Linked DNA regions of Mus musculus: region 1 is linked to region 2. A link is a contact called in public HiChIP or PLAC-seq data. All regions are on one chromosome and are shown on one strand. Each heading gives the region's core, a stretch centred on a gene start, on an enhancer-like site or on the middle of the called end of the contact. The rest is flanking DNA. Distances are from core to core; before and after follow the strand shown. Region 1 overlaps Gm33677 (predicted gene, 33677). Region 2 has its middle 23 kb from the start of Gm33481.

Region 1 (5,727 bases), core at 2,131-4,630, 210 kb before region 2:
CCTTGGCAGAGGAAGAATCCTGTGCCAAGGCAAGAGGAACAGAACACCACAGTGTGCTTTAGCTGTCATTGCCAGGCTGTCTCCAAACTGCCACTCGGGGGGACATTTACATCTCGAAAAAAGGCTTGCATACGTCTACCAGAGTTGGAAGCAATAGAGAATAAAACCGTGGTTCAGTCAACGATGAGAAATTTAATGTTGAACCGCTAGCCACAAGCATACTGCAGAACACAGGCCTAGCATTGTCCTGACACTTGTGCCCGGGTGTCCCCTGCCTGAGATTTATTTATGGCTTCCCTGTTCAAAGCAGAGCAGGGCAGAAGTCTCGGAATGAGCAGGGAGTAAGTTATTCTAGCCTGGGTTGTGAACACCCTCAGAAAAGGAAACATCTGGGGTGGGGGTGATGGGTGTGAGAGCATGCCAGGTCAGAAGTCCCTGCCACTCCATCCCTGGAAGAGGAAGACCCAGTCTCCTCACTGAAATCTCATTAGCCTCTAGAATGTCAACAGGCACGTTGGGTTTGTGGCAGAGTGACTTATGCAGTGACATTTGTATTAGTGACTTCCTGGCGGCTGTCTTCTGTTTACCAAATCTGAAGTCAGAGGTGGGTGGAGCCACCCCCCAAAACTTAAGTAGGTGTGTTTCAAGTACTAAGCCCTTCTTCCTCCATCCCCCAACCCCCACCCAGGTTTGGGACTCATGCTCTAGGCTTGCTATGCAAGGACCTGTCACATTATTTAGTGACATAAGCCATTTACTCCATGGTTGGGGACCTGGTCAGGTTTGGCTGGTCGGGGGGGGGGGCTCTTCCTGTTAGGGCGGCCTGTGCCATCAGGAGACTCGGCATGGCAAACTAGAGGTTAGCAGGGAAAAGGGTCATGTAGATGATCCTGAGTTGCTGGTAGCTAGAGAAGACAGCCACTCCCCAGGATGACACCACCTTGTCCTGAGCCTTGCAGGGCTTTGCCAGGTGTGAACTTTCAAGTCCTCCGAGAAAAAAACCATAAACCACCCCTTCTGGTTCAGTGGAGGCCATTGTCTCTGACACTCCAGCAGGAGTTATGAAACCGCCATTTGAGATCTATGACACTCTGCATTGACTTTGAACCACTGGGTAGCTGTTTGCCTCAATTGCAACCTGGTTTGACTTACCTTCTAGAGCAGTTGGTTCTCAACCTCCCTGCTGCTGTGACCCTTTAATACAGTTCCTCATGTTGTGCTGACACCCCCCCCCCCAAACCACGAAAGTATTCTGTCATCACTTCATAACTGTGATTTTGCTACTCTTGTGAGTCATAATGTAAATATCTGATAGGCAGGTTATCTGATATGTGACCTCTGTGAAAGGTTCCATCTGACTCCCAAAGGGGTTGTGACCCACAGGTTGAGAACCACTGGTCCTAGGAGGGTGGGTCCCATAGTTGAGCAGATGTAAAACTGATGGACAGAAGGAAGATCTTTCTCGCCTCTCATCTAGAACAGAAACTACTTTCTTTGTTTCTCTTCAGTGCACAGAATGGTCTGACTGCTCAAATATCTCCAGGGGATTGATCCAAAGTCAGGCCCTGAGCACATGGAGCTGAAGGAGAAGACTAACCTGTACAGAAGATATCTTCTGTGCTCTGGAATGTTCTCTCGTGTTACCAGTCTTCTTGGAAAGACACATTGCTCTTATGGGGTGCCTAGGATCCATCCTGGGTTCTTCCACACAAGTGGGCATAATACAGCTACCAAGAGCAGTCGCTGTGGTGGCCCAGGATTCTGGCTCTGGTGCCTGTGGACCATGCTGCACCATCTATGGAGAAGTATCTCACGCCTTTGCTAGGGATCCAGTGTCGCTGTCTCAGTGAGGGGACAGGACACATGGTTTGGAAAAGCTTCTTTCTTCCATATCTGAGACTCATATCTCAAACTTTTCTTTTTGGGATCTTGGGTGTGATATCTTTCTTGCTTTAATCTAAATATAGTTTTGGGCATGAAGAAAATGCTTAGAAAGCCGATGGCTTGCTGATGTCAGAAGGAGAGAGTGCTAGTTTGCATTTTGCCAAACTGCCTTTTACGCAGATCACATTTCACTCAATGGCCAGGGTTTTGACTCTTGCCAACATGATGTTTAAAATAATCAATATCTTGGTCCATAGCTGCAGCCCCTTGGCAAGACTGCTAAGATAACTGGCCTCCAGTGCTGGCTGTGAAGGTTTTGAACAGATCTCAGTACACAGGAAACGTTTACGTTATTGGAAGCGTGTGTTTCTATGCGGGGAGATGGTGTATAATCTGCACATAAACTCCAGGCGGGCTGATAGTACTTGTAAGAAAGAGATAAGTCTTTGGGGTAGTTTTCTGTGCTACCCGGTGTCTCTGAACCTGAGGCTTTGAGAGAGATGCTTTGCTTCTCAAGTTCAAACCTCTTTTAATTTTTAGAATAATATATAGTAAATATATCCTAACACTTTAAAAATTAAATGAATAGTTCCACCATGTTCTGGCATGTTCTGTTGTTCCAAACCATCTGTAACTTACATATCAAATTTACAACCCTTCCAATGAGGGTTTCTTTTTAACCACAAGCACTCGTTTTTAGAGGTTTCCAGCATTCATATTTATAATCCAATAGTTTATCACCTTCTCAAAGAAAATGGGGGGAGGGGGTTGCTGATTTTTCCATCCCCATGCCGCTGGCTGCTACTTGCTGGCTTCTTATCTTCAGTGGTACCGTTTCTGGGAATGTCAGTGTGTCTCTGGCAAATTTCTTTTGTGTGTGTGTTGGAATAAATTGCCCAGATGGAGACAGAATATTAACAGTTTCTTGGCCTTTGATGTGAGTTGTTACACTGATTTGTTAAAGATCAGCAGAGATGTGTGCCTTGTGACTCGCAGTGGTTGAACTGCTGAGGCAGGGGCGGTACTCCCAGTGTATTAACAGGTAGAGTTATTAGCTCCTGCCCTTCCAAACTGAGGCCAGCTGGCCAGCCCATTGGGTACACTGCTTGACCAGCAGCCTTATTCAGACAGCAAAGGTTTAGTTACTCCAGGACACCCTTCCCCGGGTGTCATGCCCCACCCTCTTCTTTTTCTTTCTTGGCCTCTAGCTGTCTGATGCTTCTTTGGCGAGGTAGAGATAATAGACAAATGGTGTTTTCCTGAGTGGTGGCCCTACTTCTGCTTTTGTTAGCCCACTTAACCCTGGAATAACCCTGTTAGGGTGAATCACTCCCATCCCATAGCCATTCATACTGAAGTTTACCCAGGTGCACAGAGATGCAACCTCACAACCCAGGGTTAAACCCTGCCTGGATAGCCCCTAGGGTGTCAGTAACAAGCCTGCCTGGGCTGTGAGATACTGTAGGTGCAGGGTGTCAGGAAGAAGGGGGACAGGATGGGGGCTGGACTGTCAGAGGAGCTGAAGCTAGGATGCCTCAGCTTCCCCTGTATTCTTTCGGTTCCTATATTATTAAGCATTTCCATTGGCTTATGTCATATTTATTCACAGCTGTCAAATGTTAGATGATGTCAGAGGAGGGAGGATGTATTCAAAGCCCAGTTACTAAAATGTCTATTTTGACTTAAAGAAGTCTTCTGCCTTACACTTGTCTCACATCTCTTTAATCTATAGTCACTTCTAACAAAGAACATACAGGATCCAGCAGCACTTTAGGGGATTCTCGCCAAATTCACTTAAGCGTGGACCCTTTTGTTGAATTATCACCCAGACATATCCTTGTCTATTTACCGTCTATGAAACCATTGGCATCTATTCTGGTCCATTACGGAGCCATCTATGTAGTTTGAGATTAAACCTTGATTGCTTTCCCGAAAGAGATCTCTAAGTGTCTTCCTTTTACTGTACAATTATTCTCCAGTTGACTTTCCATAAGCCAGGCTAATCTTCCAAGTGCAGTTGGGTAATGACTGTTTGAGAGGAGCTGAGGGGAAAGCTTGTTCCTTGTTATAAATCGACCAATTCATGACAGAAAAGAAGAGACTGTTATATGAAGATTCTGGCATTTCCTTTACCAGCCATGGGAGAAAGACAGTTTCCTCACAATAGAGAGGTAAGCAATCGATTAGGCCAAGTCAGGGAGGGTGCGGGGAGAGGGAAACACTATGACGTGTCTGAGACTTTTGTGGTAGTGGAAGTCAGATAGTAAATTTAAATGTCCATTGAGAAGGACAAACAGTAAGCAATGCCAGGGACTGTATCTAGAATAGTTTTAGAACCCTTATCTCCATGACAGGGCCCTGGGACACATGTCCCTCCAACACCAGTGCCCCACTGTTGGTCGTTCCTCCTGAAACAGATTCCTCCAGCTGGCACTCCAGACCATGCTTATCTGTGGACAAGAAGACATCTTCCAGATGGGAGAAACCCAGGAGAGGGCTGCAGCCCCTGGGAGCTGTCCATCACCGCTGTGAGGCAGAACCCAGACACGAGCGCACAAAGAGCACAGCCCCCAGAGTGTCCACTGTACAGCTGCGAAGTGAGAGGAAGGGCTCTGAATTCCAAATATATCTCAAGTCCTCTGCCTCCTCCACACTCCTGTGACCATCTCCTGGGGCCTGGCCACCCTCTGCTGCCTGCACTAACTGGTCCTGCTTCTCTTGTTTTCTTCCTTTGCTTTTGCCTCAAGCATTTTCTAAAGTACAGCCCACACCTCAGCTCACACTGCCATGCAAAACCCTTCTGTGGCTTGCCAGCATCCTAAAGAAAGGACATAGATACAGTCTTGTTGACTGCTGCTCCCTCTGACTCTCTGGCATCTCTCTGACTCTCTCCACCAGCCATGTGGGTGGGCTTAGCCTCACCATACTGAAGACGGTTCCTCCTCCTCCTTCCTCTTCCTTGAGCTTTGGCTTGATATTCACTTCTTCCTGTCAGTGCCTCCTACTCTCTCCCTACCTTTAATGAGATTTATCTTTCCTTTTCCTCCCCACTCCTCCTCCGACCCTTTTTCTTCTGCCTCCCCCCTGTTCTCTCTCAGTCACTAATTCTATGGTTATTGATTTGTTTATTGCTCATCATTCTCACCAGGAGCTAGCAGTCTGGTACCCTACCCACACTACCAAGAAAAGCCTCAGGCACATTACAACCTGTGGGTTGTGACCCCTTTGGGGATTGCGTATCAGGTATCCTACATATCTGATATCTACATTACGACTCACAACAGCAGTAAAATTATAGGTAAGAGGTAGCAACAAAAATAATTTTATGGTTGGGAATCACCACGACATGAGGAACTGTATCAAGGGGTCACAGCATCAGCATGGTTGAGAACTGCCATGTTACAGTTTCTCAATTGATATTTAATAAACAAATTAGTGAATGACCGGTAAAGCATGGATTTGCCCCCGTGTGAAGTTCTTTCCTGGAAATGCTACCATTAGCACAATCCCCTGTGTCACCCAGGAGGGTCTGATGGATCATTTGTTCCCATGCAGTGTTTTGTAGACAGACTCTCCAGGAGAATCAGAGACTGTGGTAAGCTGCAGTTTGGTGACACTACCAGGAGAAGTTGGGCACCAAGGAAGCACAGGCACCAAGCCATTTCTGCCACGCACCACCCTGGGTCTGTTTGGCACCTGCCCTGCTGGGCTAGTCCTGGAAAATTCTTTTGCTAGTTGCTTCTCTTCTAATTCGTTTCTTTCTCCCACACCCTCAGGAAGCGACAGGGAAGGAGAAACTAGACCATCTGGGGCTGTGGGAAGGTCTGGCAGAGAGAAGGGACT
Region 2 (6,494 bases), core at 350-2,849:
CTTCTCATCAGCTCAGATGGCTGCGTTCCTCTCCTGACCCCAGGGAGAAGGGACCAATGATTGAATGGTACATTTATATTTCTTCCGTAAATATTTTCCAAGTGTGTATTAAGGGCTGAGGTCAGGAGATGGTATGATTACACTCATATGTAGACATTGAAAGACGGCCGCCGAATTCCCCATTCTAATTATAAAACTTCCCTTGGCCCCAGCTTCCCTATTAGTAACATCATTTGAGAGGAAACCCCATTGGTTGTCATGAAAATCTGAGGGATTCTGGCAGTGCACAAGAGTTCGAAGACTGTGACTAAACATCTACGTTCTGCTGTGAGCAGATTCAACAAAGATCAATGCTTTCAACGTCACAGGCTCAAGGGCTGGAGATGTAGCATGGAGGTCCTCCTGAGCAAGCCGGACGACCTGAGTTGGGAGACTCGTTACCCACATACAACGGGGAGGAAGAAAAGGAGAATCCTGGGAGCTCACTGGTCAGTCAGTCTGGCCACTTGGTGAGTGCCAGGCTTAGTGACAGAGCCTGTCCCCCAAAGTAAGGTGGAGAGTAATTGAGGAAGACACCGATGTGACTGCTGTCTTCTAGATGATCATGCAAGGATGCATGTACCAACACCAATGCATGCATGTGTGCATGCATGTGTGTGCACACACATACACTCATATACCACATACACACACACACACCAAAAACCAAAACAAAACATGGACAACAACAGAACAAATGTGGTTAAATATGAATGAAGTTTTGACAACTTAGGAAAGTCTGAGTCTAGACAAGAATCTATCTCACATCGTTTACCTCCACAGAGAGATAAACGGTCCACTGTTGAGGGCTGGTCTGTTGCTATGGATTGTAATGCTAAATATCAGCCCCCAAGATTTGGTTGCCCTCTGACAAGGAGATCCTCAGGGATGCACACCAAGTAAGCGATGCTATGTGAACCTTGCTCCCAATTTAACTGCACACCAAGTAAGCGATGCTATGTGAACCTTGCTCCCAAATTAACTGCACACCAAGTAAGCGATGCTATGTGAACCTTGCTCCCAATTTAACTGATCAATTAAAGGCTGGAGCCTGTGATTGGGCAGTGGAGGAAGAAAGGCGGGAGTTGAAGATCCAGTGAGGCAGGTGGCAGAGGGAGGGAGAAGAAAAGGAAAGAAGATGGAGGTGGAGGAGGCCACCGTGAGAGGAGATGGATCACATGCATGTATGTAGCCAGACGAAACAGCAAGTAACAAGGGACTCTGTAGCTAGAAAATAAGTTAGCATACCTCTAACCAGACCTACTCAATCTAGTTTATGGCTTGTAAATAAAATTCCTGGATTGCATGTCTTTTATATGAGCTCTGGCTAAGATTATGAATTCCTTCCACTGTGCACGACAATCGTAAGCCACTAGGGTATTAGAATTTTCACGTCAGATTATCTATGTTGGTTACTGTCTCTTCACGGTGAAAAGGACCAGGCAGAAGCAATGGATGAGGGGAGGATTTTGCATCATGCTTTCAGAGGGCTCAACACATGGTTGCACATCCTATGTGGTTGAGCAGGATATGGTAACAAAACCGGGGGTGTGTATGTCACCACAGACCCAGAAGTAGCAGACCTGTGGCCAGAAACTCATGCCCAAGGAACCATGAGCCAAAAGAGCCCTTCCCTCCTTTAAGTTTCTAAGGCATTTTGCCACAGTGATGGAAAACGAATAGAAGGTCTTTTAGTATGTTGGTCTCCATTTTCCCCTCTACAAGGTAATCTCCCAGAACCAAGTGCCCTGTAGCAGCTAACAATCGTTGGCAAAACACCGTACAAGGAAACCCACAAAGGAAGACAAGTAACAGATTTTTAAAACTCTCTTGAAATTCATTAATCAACGGTTGAACAAGAAGCAGTGTGTGTAAGACACTGTCTAGGGGCGGCTGAAGTTGCACAGAACAAATCAATGTGGTTCTGCGCTTATGGCTAAGAAAGATATTAGCTACATGGATTTTTTTAATCTCTTACCACGTGAGCTTTTTCTTGAAATGTGAAGCAAGTGTGGAAAGGATGCAAATCGTAAGCTCAATTCATTTTCGCAAAATGAACACATGCATGGAATTCTTACCCAGATTAATAATCAGGACCCCAGGTGTGTCTGTGTCCCTTATACCTTTGATGATCTCATCCCAGTCAGAGTGAGAAGAACTCGTACTTCTAAACCCACACAATAACTTTGGTATGTTTATAGATGTATATGCTGAGCAAAAGGATTTTAGTGTGTTCCTCTATGACTGACACTCTTCACTCAACATTACTTGTGAGTTATTTTGTTTTGTATGCAATGATAGTTTGACCATGTTATCATTGTATGCTACCCACTGTATGGAAGTATGCAGTGACTTTCATATACATTCTATAAATGGATATTTGAGTTGTTTCTTGGGGGCATATTGCAACTAGTACCTCACTTAACATCCATGCACTTGCCATTTGTTGGCTACCTAAGTGCAGTTCTGTTCGGGGCAAACTTATGAGTGGAACCTTTGGGCTGTGGGCATGGGTTATTCAGTTTTATTGGGTATGGGAGTTCTGATTCCTCTAGCTTCTCTTGTTTTCCCCATTGGAAAGGCATATTGAAGCTTCTTCATTATGATTGTTAACCCATTTCCCCAAAGACTAAATAAATCTGACACATTTTCATATGATTATTTTCTATTCAGGTATGGTCTCTTGTGGGTGTGTGTGTGTCTATATGCTCATCTTCATGTTGATGTCTTCTTTTAAAAATTTTTTGATTTGAATGCATTCTCTATATAGTCATCATATATATACATTCATGATCTTGTTTTCCAGTCTAGACCTTAGCTTGCTCCTGTTAATGGCCCTGAAGATCTAAAGCTCTAAAATCAGTGAAGCCCAACTGATCAATATTTTTTTAGCCCTTTGGGGTTTTGCTTCTGTGTCTTAGGAAATCTTTGCCTAGGAACGTTTTCCTGCAGGCAGTGAATTCAAGGTTGTTAAACACTATGTTTCCTAGAGCTGGTTAGGTTGAGGGAGACCCCAAGAAACCAACACTTGATGCTTGATTAAGAGCCAATCAGAAGATAGGAGATTTTCCTTTGGACCTCAGTTCATGAGAGGAGACATTTTAACAGATGTCTCTTCTAGCTAGAGATACATCCCAGAGAGATCTGAAGGGTGCAGGGGAGCTGACTTGGAGATGAAGGGGAACACTCAACAAGAGGAAGGACCAAGTCAACAAGAGGAAGGACCAAGTCAACAAGAGGAAGGACCAAGTCAACAAGAGGAAGGACCAAGTCAACAGCCATCAAGGCAGTGAGACTCTCATAACTGTAAGGCACTGAGTTCTGCCAAGAACTTGCAGGGTGTTGGAAGTTCCATCTTGGAGCCTGCAGAAGAGAAATTGGCTCAGCTGCTGTGGTGGCTTGAACGGGCATTGAAATGAGGTCATACATGCTCAAACTCTGACTAGTGTGGAACACAGTCTTCTGCTGCTTGTGAGTCAAGATGTAGAACTCTCAGCTCCTCTTCCAGCACCATGCCTGCCTGGAAGCTGCCATGCTTCCCACAATGATAATGGACTGAACCTCTGAAACATAAAGTAAGTCCAAATTAAATGTTTGTCTTTATAGAATTTGCCTTAGTCATAGTGTCTCTTCACAACAATAAAAACCTGAGCTAAGACAACTGGCAATTTGTTTTTCTTCTTTTGAATTGAGAACCAAGTGACATAATGTTGAAGGACTTCTTCTTCTTCTTCTTCTTCTTCTTCTTCTTCTTCTTCTTCTTCTTCTTCTTCTTCTTCTTCTTCTTCTTCTTCTTCTTCTTCTTCTTCTTCTTCTTCTTCTTCCTCTTCCTCCTCCTCCTCTTCCTTCTCCCCTTCCCCTTCCTCCTCTTCTTCCCCTCCTCCTCCTCCTTTCTTTCGTCTGCTTCCTCTTCTTTCTTCTACTTCCTCTTCCTTCTCTTCCTCTTCTTTTTCTTTGTTGTTGTTTGTCTTTCTTTCTAGAGACAGGGTTTCTTTGTGTCACTCTGGCTGTCCTTAATCTCATTTTGTAGCCTTGAATTCAGAGGTCTGTCTGCCTCTGTCTCCTGATTAAAGGCATATGCACCATGCCCAGCCCATGTTGGGCATCAGACCTATAAGGCTTTGAACTAATAAACAGATTTCAGAAACTTCTAAGTATATGGTCCTTTGTGACACAGTGATAAACAGAAATAAAAATCATGGTGAAACTTGAATAGGGAAAGACTGTCTTGTGACAGAAAATTTGAAGGTTGGATGAGAAGCAAGTCACTGTGGTCTATAGAAAACTTTAGACTTAAAAGGCTTTGAGGCTCATCTAACATTTCCTGCAACTTCTAGTAAGAAGTGTCAGAAAGCAGTGGGGAGATGAGGGAAATTACAGGCCCTGTGAGTGCCTGGAGGACACATGCAGGATGTGTATGTTGCCCTGATGGGTGGATTCCACGGTCAACTCAGCTTGCTGACCATGTTGGGCTTGAATTTACACAGATCTTCGTGCCTTGACTCCTGAGTGCTGGCAGTAAGGTGTGACCCCACCCCTAGCCTGGTTGGGTTGTTTTGAACCAAGACTTGTGCATGCAATCACCCCCCCCCCCCTGCTGGCCTGGAAGTCTCTATGTAGATGGGACTCTTGGTGCCTCTTCTGGTTCTGGCATAATAAGTGTGTATACCATCATACCTGGCCATCACATGGCACTTCTAAAATGTGCTAGAATACTTATCAGTAGTTTCTACATTGTGTTTACCCTAGAAATTCTATCAATTATCCATATGTCTAAACACTTTAATTGAAATGGCACTTACTAGGCCTACTCTGTGACTTTAGAGATCTGTGGGAGGGTAAGTAAAAATCCTGGAAATATATATATATATATAAAATGTATATGTGCATGTGTGTGTGTGTTGCTGTTCTTAGGCATGACACATGTGTGGAGGACAAAGGGTAGTGTGTGGAAGTTAGAACATTAGCTGAAATATCTCATCAGCCCACAAATCAATGCTATTTATTGAAGACCCTGGGTTATCAACTGCTCATATCTATAGTATGGAAGAAGAACAAGACAGGCAATCCAAGCTCTTAGCATCCACACTTGGTGCTGGGTCTAGGGAGTTCACACCTTTTGGAAGTGGCTGAGTCCAACTGTGACGCTGCCTCTGCTTGCCTATTATTATTATTATTATTATTATTATTATCATTATTATTATTATTAATTATTAAACTAATATTGTATTCTGGAGACATTCTTAGCTGTTGAAAAGTACCATCAGCTAACATGAAAAGGTAAATTAAATCTGGGAGCCTTAAATCACACACTGCAGAGCCCTTCATTCTCAGAAGAGTGAATAGACAGTGATTTCAGGGTGACAGCTAAGCTTGCTCATTGTAAGAGCACTGGGATACTTAGTGGGGCTTTTGTTTGATATATATGTGTGTATAGCTATATACATATATGTATATATATATTCATATATAAATGTATATGCATATACGTATATGTGTATACACATATGTACATATGGCATATACATATATGCTCTCGAGATGCACGTTCTCTTGGGAGCATGGCATGTCACACTGACCCTTCATCTCGGCACACCCCAAAGGCCTATTTTCATCTCCCCGGAACCAAAGCTTCTGAATTTTTCCAGAGGCTTCCAGTCTGTTTCTTTTTAGCCACTAGTCCCGATGAAGCAAAGTCCTGAAGGGAGTCCCAGCTGTGTGCTCCAGCCCCTGTGTCTATTTTTAGGAATTCTCTGGCATCTGTGCCCCAGCTTCTCAACCTCGCAGGATGCTCAGATGCCCAGCTGAAAGAGCTGCTCTCTGTAGTCCTCCCCTGCCCAGACTCTGCCTCTAGGCCTCTTGCCTTGGAACCTCACTACTTTCAAACTGGTGAATTCCGCTTTTCATTTGATTCTCTTCTCTCTCTCTCTCTCTCTCTCTCTCCCTCCCCCCCCCCTCTCTCTCTCCTGAACAGGAGTTGGATCCTATCACAATAGTCCACACTATAAAAATATGAAATACAGATTCGTATTTTTATTTAGAAGTGTATTAAATTAAAAGGAAGAATCCTACTGGACTGCTCTTGGCAGAACGAGCAGTCGGCTGGCTGACCAGTCTATCAAGTCTTGAGCAGACAAGTGTGGAGGCTGAGAAGGAAGCCAGCACTTCCACAATTTGTGATGAAACTTTCCTGACACTCCGTATCTTAACAGCTCAGGGTTTTGATTTCTCTGGTAGTGGCGCTTTCTCTTCATCTGCACACAGGATTCTCTCCAGCGCTTTAGATGTCTGAAACAAAAGATAGCCTCTGTTTGTTTTGGCTCATTTGAAAAGAGGTGCCAGGTGAGTCTCTTCCAGACCCACAAGATGCTGTGCGTATGCTTGAAAAATCAAGACACCATTCCCACAGGGCCATATTGTCCCCAAAACAACTGTGATGCTCTCCCTAGAGACCC

The links. HiChIP or PLAC-seq counts read pairs in DNA pulled down with a chosen protein or histone mark.
Region 1: a BATF HiChIP or PLAC-seq map of CD8 T cells shows a contact between it and region 2, with 7 read pairs. The contact joins two enhancer-like sites. A contact is called at or near these places in 1 of 484 Hi-C or Micro-C datasets (nephron progenitors) and 4 of 115 datasets of contacts at active chromatin or transcription factors (CD8 T cells, bone marrow-derived macrophages, microglia and 1 more).

Annotation. Positions count from the first base shown.
Region 1 is chr10:119,026,379-119,032,105 of GRCm38.p6, reverse strand. It overlaps Gm33677 (predicted gene, 33677), which reads left to right. Exons shown (of 4, transcript NR_152787.1): 4 at 1,509-3,816. Among named protein-coding and RNA genes, the nearest start is that of Gm33677, 21 kb to the left of the region's middle. Within about 2 kb of position 3,380, at least 37 of the 459 cell types and tissues checked have an H3K27ac peak or open chromatin away from gene starts, as enhancers often do. A contact at or near this core is called in CD8 T cells, where this site is marked.
Region 2 is chr10:118,811,851-118,818,344 of GRCm38.p6, reverse strand. No RefSeq gene overlaps it. Among named protein-coding and RNA genes, the nearest start is that of Gm33481, 23 kb to the right of the region's middle. Within about 2 kb of position 1,599, at least 14 of the 459 cell types and tissues checked have an H3K27ac peak or open chromatin away from gene starts, as enhancers often do. A contact at or near this core is called in CD8 T cells, where this site is marked.